Linked DNA regions of Mus musculus: region 1 is linked to region 2. Evidence: chromatin contacts called from public HiChIP or PLAC-seq data. All regions are on one chromosome and are shown on one strand. Each heading gives the region's core, a stretch centred on a gene start, on an enhancer-like site or on the middle of the called end of the contact. The rest is flanking DNA. Distances are from core to core; before and after follow the strand shown. Region 1 overlaps Hook3 (hook microtubule tethering protein 3). Region 2 holds the start of Pomk (protein-O-mannose kinase).

Region 1 (4,976 bases), core at 1,693-4,192, 69 kb before region 2:
CCCCATGAGCTCTACATTAGGTTTTTTCAGAGTTTTCATAATCTAACCTGAACCTTACCCCATTGCTCAGTCTCTAATAAACTCCCATGTTTATTCTTTTACTATATAAAAATCCACGTGGTTCAATGTTTTTTGTGTAGTTTTTCTTCTAGAAATGATTAAGGAAAAGTTTCTAACAGTAAAATTGAAGAACAACCTGAATGTTTAGCAGTGTTAACTGACATTTTCATTCATCACTAAACTGTAAGTTACTAAAGAGTAGGAACGTTTTGTGTTTACCTGGCGTGAAGGAAAGTGAATGTGCTGGGTGTGGTGGTGCACACCTTTAATCCCAGCACTCAGGGCCGAGGCTGGTGGATCTCTGAGTTCAAAACCAGTCTGATCTACATGGTGAGATCCAGACTAGCCAGAGCATCACAATGAGACCTAGTCTCAAAAAGTAAAAAAATATGGGAGTGTTCTAATGGGTTTCATTATAGCATTATATACAAATACTTTGTATTTAGATCATTTCCACCCGTTGCCTCTTAAGGCCCCTCATACTCTTGCCAACCACCAGCATTTGATGTCATTTATTTTCTTAACAATAGGCAGTCTGATATCAATGAATAGATTGAATCTCAGAGTAATTTTGATTTGCATTTTTGATGCCTAATGATGTTAAACACTTTTTAAAATATTTACTGGTCATTTTGGTTGGTTGGTTGGTTGGTTGGTTTTGGTTTTTTTCTTTGTTTTGATTTTGGTTTTGAGAATTCTCTGTTTAATTCGCTAGTCAGTTTTTTAAGTTAGGTTGTCTGTTTTCTTGACTGTTAGTCTTTTTATATACTTTATATATTCTTTCTGCTTTTACTTTTTAATTCTTTGTGAGTTTCCCATGCACCCCACTCATCTCCTTGTTCCTCATGTCCACCCTTTGCCCTTGTAGCTGGCAAAGAGTTTCTCCTGATCTGTTGACATCTCGGCTCAGTAACTGTTTTCTCTGTTATAGAAAAGTCGCAGCCCTATTTTCCAACCATAGGTCTTATAACCTGAGTAACTGCAGAAATTTTTTACTTAAGCTTGTGTTTTCTAGAGTCTGTATTCTAGTTTATTATTCAATATAATTCTTCAATGTTCCACAGTTGGCATCATAGAAGTTTTTCACTTCCTAGGTTATGTTTATTGCAAGGTGCTTTTTGTTTGCTTCTTTGCTTGTTTTAAGGGTAATGTGAATGGAATTGTTTCCCTGATTTTTCCCCTCAGTGTATGTATTATTGGTATATAGGAATGCTACACATTTTTGTGTATTAATTTTGTTATCTTTCCATGATGCTGAAAGTCTGTGAGTTTTCTGGTGGAGACTTTTAGGTCTGTTGTTGTTATTGATGATGGTGGTGGTGATGGTGTTCTTTGGGTTTTGGGGAGCAGTGAATTTGTTTTGTTTTGTTTCTCTGTTTAACAGTTTTGGCTGTGCTGGCCTGGAACTCACAGAGATCCACCAACCTCTGCCTCCCGAGTACTGGGAATAAATGCGTGTGCTGAGGTCTGTTCTTATGTAGAGTACTATCATCTACAAATATGGATCTTAGACTTGCCCTTTTTCTATGTGTATCCCTTTATTTATCTCCTTTGAGTCTGGCTGTACTAGCTAAGACTTGCAGTAGGGTTCCGAATAGGAGTTGGAAAGGTGCACACCCTGCCTGCTTAGAACTTTACTGTAGAACTCCTTCAGGAATAGACATATTGCTCATTGTCAGCCACATTAACAAACGAAAGGGAAATAGTTTCAGTTTGTACGGAAAAGGCATCTGACAAAGTCTAACATGTACTCCTAATTTTAAAAACTCAGTATACCAGAAGTAAAAAAAAGTTTCCTCCACACAATAAAGAAACATTTAGAAAACCTCAGTGGTGAAAGAATGAAAGTTTTTCTTCCAAGACTAGGTGCCACGGACTGGGCTCATTGGGCCCTCCTCAATCCATGCAAATCAAGGTCTCGGACAGATGGGCATAGAGTTGGTGGGCGTGGGGGTGACAAACAGACTGGACAGGAGAGACTATGTTGAATCTGAGTGTAATTTGTCAAATCGAGCATCAAACTTTTTATACAGAAGAATAACAAGAAACCATGTGACATATCCGCAGAGTTACAGTGACACAAAACATAAGGAATGTATACATCAAAAGATGGCGGGAGGGGGCTGGTGAGATGGCTCAGTGGTTAAGAGCGCCAACTGCTCTTCCGAAGGTCCCGAGTTCAAATCCCAGCAACCACATGGTGGCACACAACCATCCCTAATGAAATCTGATGCCCTTTTCTGGAGTATCTGAGGAGAGCTACAGTGTACTTACATATAGTAAATAAATAAATCTTTAAAAAAAAAAAAAAAAAAGATGGCGGGAACCAGGCTGCTGTTTACCACTAAGAAGGGAGCCAGGTGTAATGCTAGTCTATTGTTAAGCCCACCACCAGGGGTTCTTAGTAAATGCCTGATTATGCTGTTTCTTTGGGCCTAGTGAAGAAACCTGTCTCAGGGGGATTCCCTAACTCTTACATTTTAAACCCACCTATTTGCTCGGCCATTGTGTATTCCCTTGTTTGGGTTAGACTTGGCTACTGTCCTAAGTCCTAAGTAATCACTCTGCAGACTAGCCCTGAGCTATTCTAGCTCTGTTCTTTGTAATGCCTAATTAGTTTCACCTTCTCTGCTAGAAGTAAATTTGAATGTTACTGAATAGGTAACCTTCTCACAGAATTCCTACTGAATTCCAAGCTCATTGGCTTCAAGGGTTTTCTAGGACGTTGGAACACTGGTGGAGGCTTACCTATGTTAAAATTCAATCTTTAAAGGCACTTATAATAAAATAATACTGAAAGAGAGCATACACCATACTAACGTGGGGATAGGGTTTGAGTATATGGGTTATGAGAATGCCAAGGTTCCAGGAGGCTGAGTTTCCTCGAAACTCTGCCTCATGACTGCTTCCAGGCCTTTTGACCTTGACAGGCAGACTTCACTGGAGTGGGCATAGCAACTAGGAAGAAAATGAAGTGCCATCACCACTTTTCTTCAGGGTAATATTAGCATTTCTAGCCAGACCACTTAGGAAAAAAGGGAACAGGCAGCAAGGAGAAAATAGATTGCCTACTGTGTATTCAAATGCAGAAGAATGAAATTGACCCAAAGGACTAAGTATAAAACCTCACCGGGTAGGCAGACATTCTGATCACATTTAGTTTGACAGTGATCCCCTGAAATTGGTGCCAAAAGCATGCACAACAAAAGATGATTGAATGGGACTTTATTAATGTTGAAATTCTTAATGCACCAAAAATCACCTTCAACTGAGTAGAGGTAATCTACATAATGGAAGAAAGTATTTTCAAATATTTGATTTAATATCCAGGGGCTGAGAAGGTAGCTCAGTGGTTAAAGTGCTTGCTATGGAAGTATGAGGACCTGAGTGTGAGCTTGATACTCAGTGAGAAATCCTATCTCAAAATATAAAGTAGTGAGCTAGAAAGATGGCTCAGTGGTTAAGAGTACTGCCTGCTCTTCCAGAGGACCTGGGTTTGATTCCCTTCAAGCACGGGGTGGCTCCCAACCATCTGTAACTCAAGTTCCAGAGAATCCAAGGCAAACAAAAAATATACCAGGCAGTGGTGGCACATGATTTAATCCAAGCCTGAGAGAGGCAGAGGAGGCAGATCTGAGTTAGAGGCCAGCTTGGCCTGCAGAGCAAGTTCTAGGACAGCCAGTGTCAAACTAAGAAACCCTGTCTTGAAAAACCAAGCAAACAAAAAAGCAACTAGAAGAGCAATGCCCTCTTCTGGCCACTTCAGGTGCCTAGAACACATGTACATATATAGAAACATATATACACAAATATATGGAAAGTGCAGGTGATTGAAGAAGACAATTGAGGTCAGTTCTGACTTCTGCATATGATCTCAGACATATACATGAACACGGGATATATATACACAGAGACTACACAGAATAACTGAAGAATTTGAAAATTGAATAATTATAAAAAAAATAAAACCCATTTCACATATGAACAAAGGAGTTAAATAGAAGGAACTATATATCTCCAAAGAAGATTAACAGATGGCCAAAACCCACAAGAATTAGTGATATCGTTGGTCACTAGAAAAAGACAGATCAATTCATTACACAAACTTGTGAGGCCAGTGCTCCTCCCACTACCACCATGACTGCAAACAAAGGAAAATAAACGTTGATTGGAATTGGTTGGGAGAAGTTGAAACCATTATGCATTACAGGCAGGATGGGGCAATGTTATAGAAATAAGTTTGAAATGTTTTAAACATAAAGTTTACATGTGATTCACTAGTTCCTCTTCTAAGTACATTAATAAAAGGACTGAAAGTGGATACAATCAGATAATTGTGCACATATATATGCACATAGCATTATTCACAATTACTACTAAGTAGAAATAATGCGCATCCACCAACAGATTAAGTACAATAAATGCATACATTGGAATATTATCAGTAAAGAGAAGAAAGTTCTGCAGAAGTGCTGTAATATGGGCAAATCATCAACGTAACTGTGTTAACTAAGTAAAAAGCGACCAATGCACGGTTCTGCGTACATGTCTGCACAGGCCACCCATTGCCCCAGACAGATGAAAAGTAGAAGAGGGTTTACCCGGGAACTACAGGCAGGGAGAGCGCGTGCCCAGTGGTTATAGAATTTCTGTTTCAGTTCTTAAATAGTTGAAAACAGATAATGGTAGTAGTTGGATAACATTGAAATGCACTTAATGGTATGTATTATACCCTTAAAACTGTTATAACAATAAATTAATTTTGTAAGGCTACTAAAACTTGGTCTTTACTTGAGAAAATTAGTTGATTTTTGCCTAGTATCCACAGAGCCTGGTTCAAATACCAAAACCACAAAACAAATAACAACTCCCAACGCCCCCCCCAAAAAACAGAGGGTTTTTTTTGTTTGTTTTTG
Region 2 (5,455 bases), core at 2,311-4,810:
GTCCTCAGGCTGCTCCGCACCCTCTGCTCTGCCATCACTTCTGTGTTTGTCCCTCAGATCCACCATAAGAACAGTGTGTGCCCACAACAGCTCAGCCATTTCCGCCCCTTTGAGATACTTTGTACTTTAAGGTTTGTTTCAAGAGTTTGCATGTCCTTCAGCATTATTTTGGTCATGAGCAGAACCCTCGTCATTAGCATAGTTCTCGAAGTGTCCTGTGTGGTTGGAATCAGGTGTGTGATGTCCAGGTCAATCGGCCTCCGAGTGCTGAGATTAAAGGCAAGTCCCAGCACACCCTACACACAGAACATTTCGTTTTCACGGAGAGCCCATGTCAGTTCTCTGGCCAGAGACCCAGATTCCAGTTTGACAGTCAAGAACCTGCGCAGCAATCTACAGAAATGCACAGCGCCGAGAAGTAGGGATTGGGTGCTCAACCCGACGTGAGGCATCTGACTCAGGAGGAGGAGGCAGGATGGATGTAAGAGCCAGAGGACAGGGCGAGGAGGAGCGAGTGCCGGTGGGATGCTGGCTGTGAACGGGGTGGGCCACAGCTGTTGTGCTCAGAAACTCAGAGCCACTGTGATTACCTGCAAAGCATTGAGCCAGCTGAAACTCCAGCATAGCCTGGGGAAGTGCTTTCTCCCCTAACCCCTTACCAAGAAAAGACTGCCACTCGATCACTGGATCGAGAATCCTTTCTGAAGGTGAAGCCATTGGTAGGTTTCCTATGCTCAGATGGCCTCTCTAGGTGTGTACACACCTGTACGTGCATGTGCACACTCATACCCGCTGGCTGTTTCTGATACTAGAACAAGGGACTTGTGTGCGGAAAAACAAAGGCAGGACTGCTGTGAAGCAGCTGAGGACTCACACAGAATCTCTACAGAATCCTGCTGGCCCTGAAGGTTCCATATAGGGGCAGCCCCAGTAGGAGCAGCACCAAGGGGAGGGCGGGGAGACATGGAGGTGGGAAGGGGACATGTTGGGAAGAGAGTGTAGAAGGGAAATGGGGGAGGATTTGACCTTAATTCATTCCCTAAGAATAAGAAAAAAATAATAATTTTAAAAACACACACAGACAAGAATCTGCCTACGTCCACAATCGTGCTATAGCAATGAAGCAGGTTGGGCCTGGGGAGGGAGGCAGGGCGAGCTGGTTTGGGCTTCCTCAGAGTCCATTTCCACTGGGTAGAAAGGAAGGCTTTACTGTGTTCTGGTCCTGCAGTTTTTGGTTGGCAGTCACATATGCTACTGTGGTGCAGGTGGCTGGGAATAAATAAGGAAAAGGCAGAAGTGAGAACAGGGATAGAACAACACAGAAATGAGGGTTTCCTCTACTTCCTGACTTAGGAGTCTTCTTTGCTGCTCCGTGGTTAACTAGAGGACTTCCAGGTTTTAGCCGTACTGAATTTAGGTCAGGGGAGAACAGAGCAGACATCCCCTGACCAGATCCATGCTGCTCCAAATGCCAGTCTTCCTTGACCACACAAATAGCTCTACCCTTAATTTTGCTTGGATTTTGAAGCTGTGCTTTATGGAAGTTTCCCATCTTTCTCGGAAGTCCCCTCCCCATCTTTTGTTGAAATCACTGTTTTATTGGCTTCCGGGGTGTGAGGATAGCATGGGCTCCTGGAGTCGATCCAGGTGCCACAACATTAAAAACATTTTTAAAGCATGGGATTGTTTCCCACCCTTAGCCATTGTCTTAGTTAACTTTCACCTTGTAATCAAATTCTCTGACAAAAGCAACTTGTTACTTTGTTTCATTATGCCAAGGGCACACAGGCTATCATTTCAAGACGGATACAGCAGCAGACAGTGAGTGATTTGATGGCTGCCCCATGGGAGATTGGCACTCAGACCCAGGAAACAGAGCGTGAACAGGAAGTAAGGCCTGTTAAGGAATCGCATCCTCTAACAGGGCTCCACTTCCAAAGCAGCCTGCCCCGCAGAGGACCACGTGGACCTATGCGGGATGCTTAGCATCAAAAGCACTACATCCATGTGCCATGAATAGCTCTTCATGTCAGGATGCATCATCACAGCATCACCTAATGTCACGTTTATTTGGTGTGTGTGTGTCCATGCGTGTGCATTTGGAGATCTAAGGATGACATGGTGAGAATCCTTCTCCCCTCCCCTAGGAGGGGTCCTAGGAAACTGAACTTAGATGGTCAGGCTTGGTGGCAAGCACGCTGACCTGCTGGCCATCTCTGTGGCCCCCTGCAGCATCATCACTTATTATAGCAAACTCTATATAACACACCTCCTGATTTTAGTCCTTTTGTAACAGGTTGCTTTGGAATTTATTTTATGTGGCTGGGTGTTCTGCGTGCTTATATGTCTGAGCACCACGTGTGTGCAGTGCCCTCAGAGGGCAGAAGCGGAGGAGGTCTAATCCTCTAGAACTCAGTTACAGGTGGTTGTGAGCTGCCAAGTGGATGCCAGGAACCCAGGTTCTCTGGAAGAGCAACCAATGCTCTTACCTACTGAGGGGGTCTCTCCAGCCCGTATCTGAGTCATTTTTAAGTGTTTATTTCAGTGGCATCCAATATATTCACATTATTTTACAACCATTACCTCCATCATCACCAGAAGTTTTAAAGCTTCACAAACTGAAACTATTCATTAAACAGTGTTCTTAATGGTGTTTTTTATATAATGCCTATAATTTATTTCTGAAATACTTGCTGTTATACATCCAGGTATATTTTCTACTATAAATAGCCCTGGTGCTGGAGAGATGGCCCCACAGAACCTGAGTTTAGTTCATATAGCATTGGTATCTGGGGGACCACAATTACCAGCAAGTCTATCTATCACTCCTGGCCTTTGAGTTCTCTGGCACACCACACACAAACGCATTTGTCAGTCTGAGAAGCAAAAGTTGCTTACAGGGATTCTTTGAAGGGAGTTTTGTCGGTTCCTCTAGTGCTTCCTAGATCAAGATTCTGGGTTCTTTAGCATGCTTAGAGTTTGGATAATAAACATAGATGGTTTTTGTTTTTACCCACACACTGTATGTTTTGATTTCAAATCTGGAAAATAAATCAGTTTAGAAGTAGATGATATGTCTGATTTTCCATTTCCCAACCTTACCCCTCCCATTTCACTTCCAGTACTAATACTAGTGTAGCACGCTGAGACCTTCCAGCCTTCGCATGACTTGAGGTTTGGCCCTGAAATCTGTGACGCGCAGCTTGGCGTCTCAGGCCAAAGCTCCAAAGTCACATAGTTTTCAAAGCCAGAGGCATTATCAGTGCACTGAGCCTCACTCTGCGATTTGCTCGTGTTGCTTTTCTGAGGATCACTCTTTGGCAGCCACCGCTTTGCAGAGAGTGTAGAGCTGTAGATCAGGAAGCAGCCCCTCTGAGGTCCCCAGTCCCAGGCTCAACCTTGCTGTTGCAGCCTGGCCTTCACCAGTTTGGCTAGAGGAAATGAGGACCAGGGTATGGATGACCGCGCCTACGCTGGCGCGGGCGTCCACTGTAAGGCAAGAGGCGGCCACCAGGAGGCAGCCTCACGCTCGTCTCCGACCGCTTCCGGCCGCGCAGGCGTCCTGGAATGCGAGCCGGATTTGGTGGTCGCCAGGTAGGCTCCGGGGCGTAGTGAAGCGGGACAGGGTTCTGTGGGGCCTTTCCAAGCCTGACCCTCCTGAGCCCCCGGACCCAATCCCAAAGTGGATCCTCTCATGGGGATCATGAAAACTAAACCGGGTACTGGTGCTGGCTCCTCCCGTGCTTACCGCGCACCCCTCCTCCGGGTGCACCATGCATTCCCTTTGGATGCTCACCACGCAACCCCTCTCCCGGTATCCATGGTATCCCAGTACCATGCACCGGGAGCTGCTATTGAACCATGTGAGCGGAGGCTGTCCGCCATGCTCTCGCTTTCTCTCCCCCTCTTTGTTAAAAACCAGTTTTAGACCTTTAGTAAATTTGATGCCCCCCGCCCCCACCTTCGCCTGTCCAAACTAAATAACATCCAGACTGTTTAAATAGTTATCGGGAAATGAAATTTAGTCTGAATTGGGTGACACCAGCTCCTTCTCGAATTGTGTAAAATATTCTGCATATTGGCAATTCATTTAGTTGACTTATTTCCCTTGACTAACCTAAGCAGTCGACATACAGCAGCTGGTCCTTTTTCACCGTTATCAAATAGCCTTGGTGTTTAAACAGTGCCGGAAGTTCCCGCTCTGCCGACCACACATACTCACTTCTTTAAGCTCTGGGCTGCCTGGGCGGTCCACAAGAAACAGGTGTGTTAATCGATTGCCAAGCAAAGAGGGTTCCGCATAGATCTGATAGTATGGATTCTAAGGCTGGAGAGATGGCTAGTGGCTAACAGCACTCGTTGCAGAGGACCTGGGTTCAATTCCCTAATAGCTCCCCACTGTCCATAATTTCCGTTTCAGGGAATCCAGCACTGTATTCTGACCTCCCTCGGCACCAGGCACACATAGCACATATTGTACAGTGTGCATGCAAGCGAACACTCCTGTGTATAAAATAAGTAGATTGAAAAATATGAATTCTGGGTTCCTGCAGCATTTTGTCAGTGTTGCTGGCCTTTCTTGCTATGGTCAGCTTTTAAAGGGGAAGGATTTTCTTGGGCTCAGCCGTGGGATTCTTTGCTTATGGCCTGTGGTCATTATGCTCGTCGTGGCGGGAGAGAGCGGTGGAAGAGAAAATTGAAGAGGGGAAGACCATGATGGGAGAGGTCATCTTACTTCCTGGCATCCTGGAAGCACAGAGACACAGGCTGAGGGCCCAGTGTCTCCTTCTAGGTCACGTGTTACTGACAGAAGCTTCCTTGTAGCAGACTCTGCCTCCTCGAGGTTCTGCTGCTGTCTGGTAGTGCCAACAGCTGGAGACCAAGTCTTTAATGAATGGGCCTTTGGAGGATGCTCACCCAGACCATAGGGGACTGAACATGCATATATGGTACTGGAGTATGAGTAGTGGGTGAGAATTTTTTTTTTTTTTTTAAGATTGTAAGTACACTGTAGCTGTTTCAGACACACCAGAAGAGGGAGTCAGATCTCATTACAGATGGTTGTGAGCCACCATGTGGTTACTGGGATTTGAACTCAGGACCTTCGGAAGAGCAATCAGTGCTCTTAACCGCTGAGCCACCTCTCCAGCCCCCAATAAAGACAGTTTCTGTGTGCTGCCACAAATCCCTTGCAAAAACCCTGGAAAGGGGCTGACAATTTTACATTCAAAAGTGTGTGTGCCTATGTGCGTGTTTCACACGTGTGTCATGGTGTACATGTGGAGGTCAGAGTGCAACATGGGTGTGGCTCTTGGCCTCCTGCCTTGTTTGAGACGGTGTCACTTTGTGGTGTCCCGCCATGTGTCTGGCTAGCTGGTCCAGCAGCTTTTCGACTATCCGCCACCAGTGGGATTACAGTACATCTGGCTTCTTTGGGATTCTGGGGTCCTCACTA

Evidence for each region. HiChIP or PLAC-seq counts read pairs in DNA pulled down with a chosen protein or histone mark.
Region 1: an H3K27ac HiChIP or PLAC-seq map of embryonic stem cells shows a contact between it and region 2, with 9 read pairs. The contact joins the enhancer-like site here to the promoter of Pomk in region 2. A contact is called at or near these places in 6 of 39 promoter capture datasets (cranial neural crest, embryonic stem cells, frontonasal cranial neural crest and 2 more), 3 of 484 Hi-C or Micro-C datasets (epidermal suprabasal cells, nephron progenitors and pre-hematopoietic stem cells), 3 of 115 datasets of contacts at active chromatin or transcription factors (all in embryonic stem cells) and 3 of 9 other capture datasets (adipose tissue, liver and pancreatic islet).

The regions. Positions count from the first base shown.
Region 1 is chr8:26,061,552-26,066,527 of GRCm38.p6, reverse strand. The region is part of intron 13 of Hook3 (hook microtubule tethering protein 3); the gene reads left to right. Among named protein-coding and RNA genes, the nearest start is that of 1700047A11Rik, 19 kb to the left of the region's middle. Within about 2 kb of position 2,942, at least 10 of the 459 cell types and tissues checked have an H3K27ac peak or open chromatin away from gene starts, as enhancers often do. A contact at or near this core is called in embryonic stem cells and stem cell-derived epiblast-like cells, where this site is marked.
Region 2 is chr8:25,992,226-25,997,680 of GRCm38.p6, reverse strand. Pomk (protein-O-mannose kinase) reads left to right here and starts at 3,560. Exons shown (of 5, transcript NM_029037.4): 1 at 3,560-3,594. Gm31402 (a long non-coding RNA gene) reads right to left here and starts at 4,387. Exons shown (of 2, transcript XR_378826.3): 1 at 4,118-4,387; 2 at 1-1,269.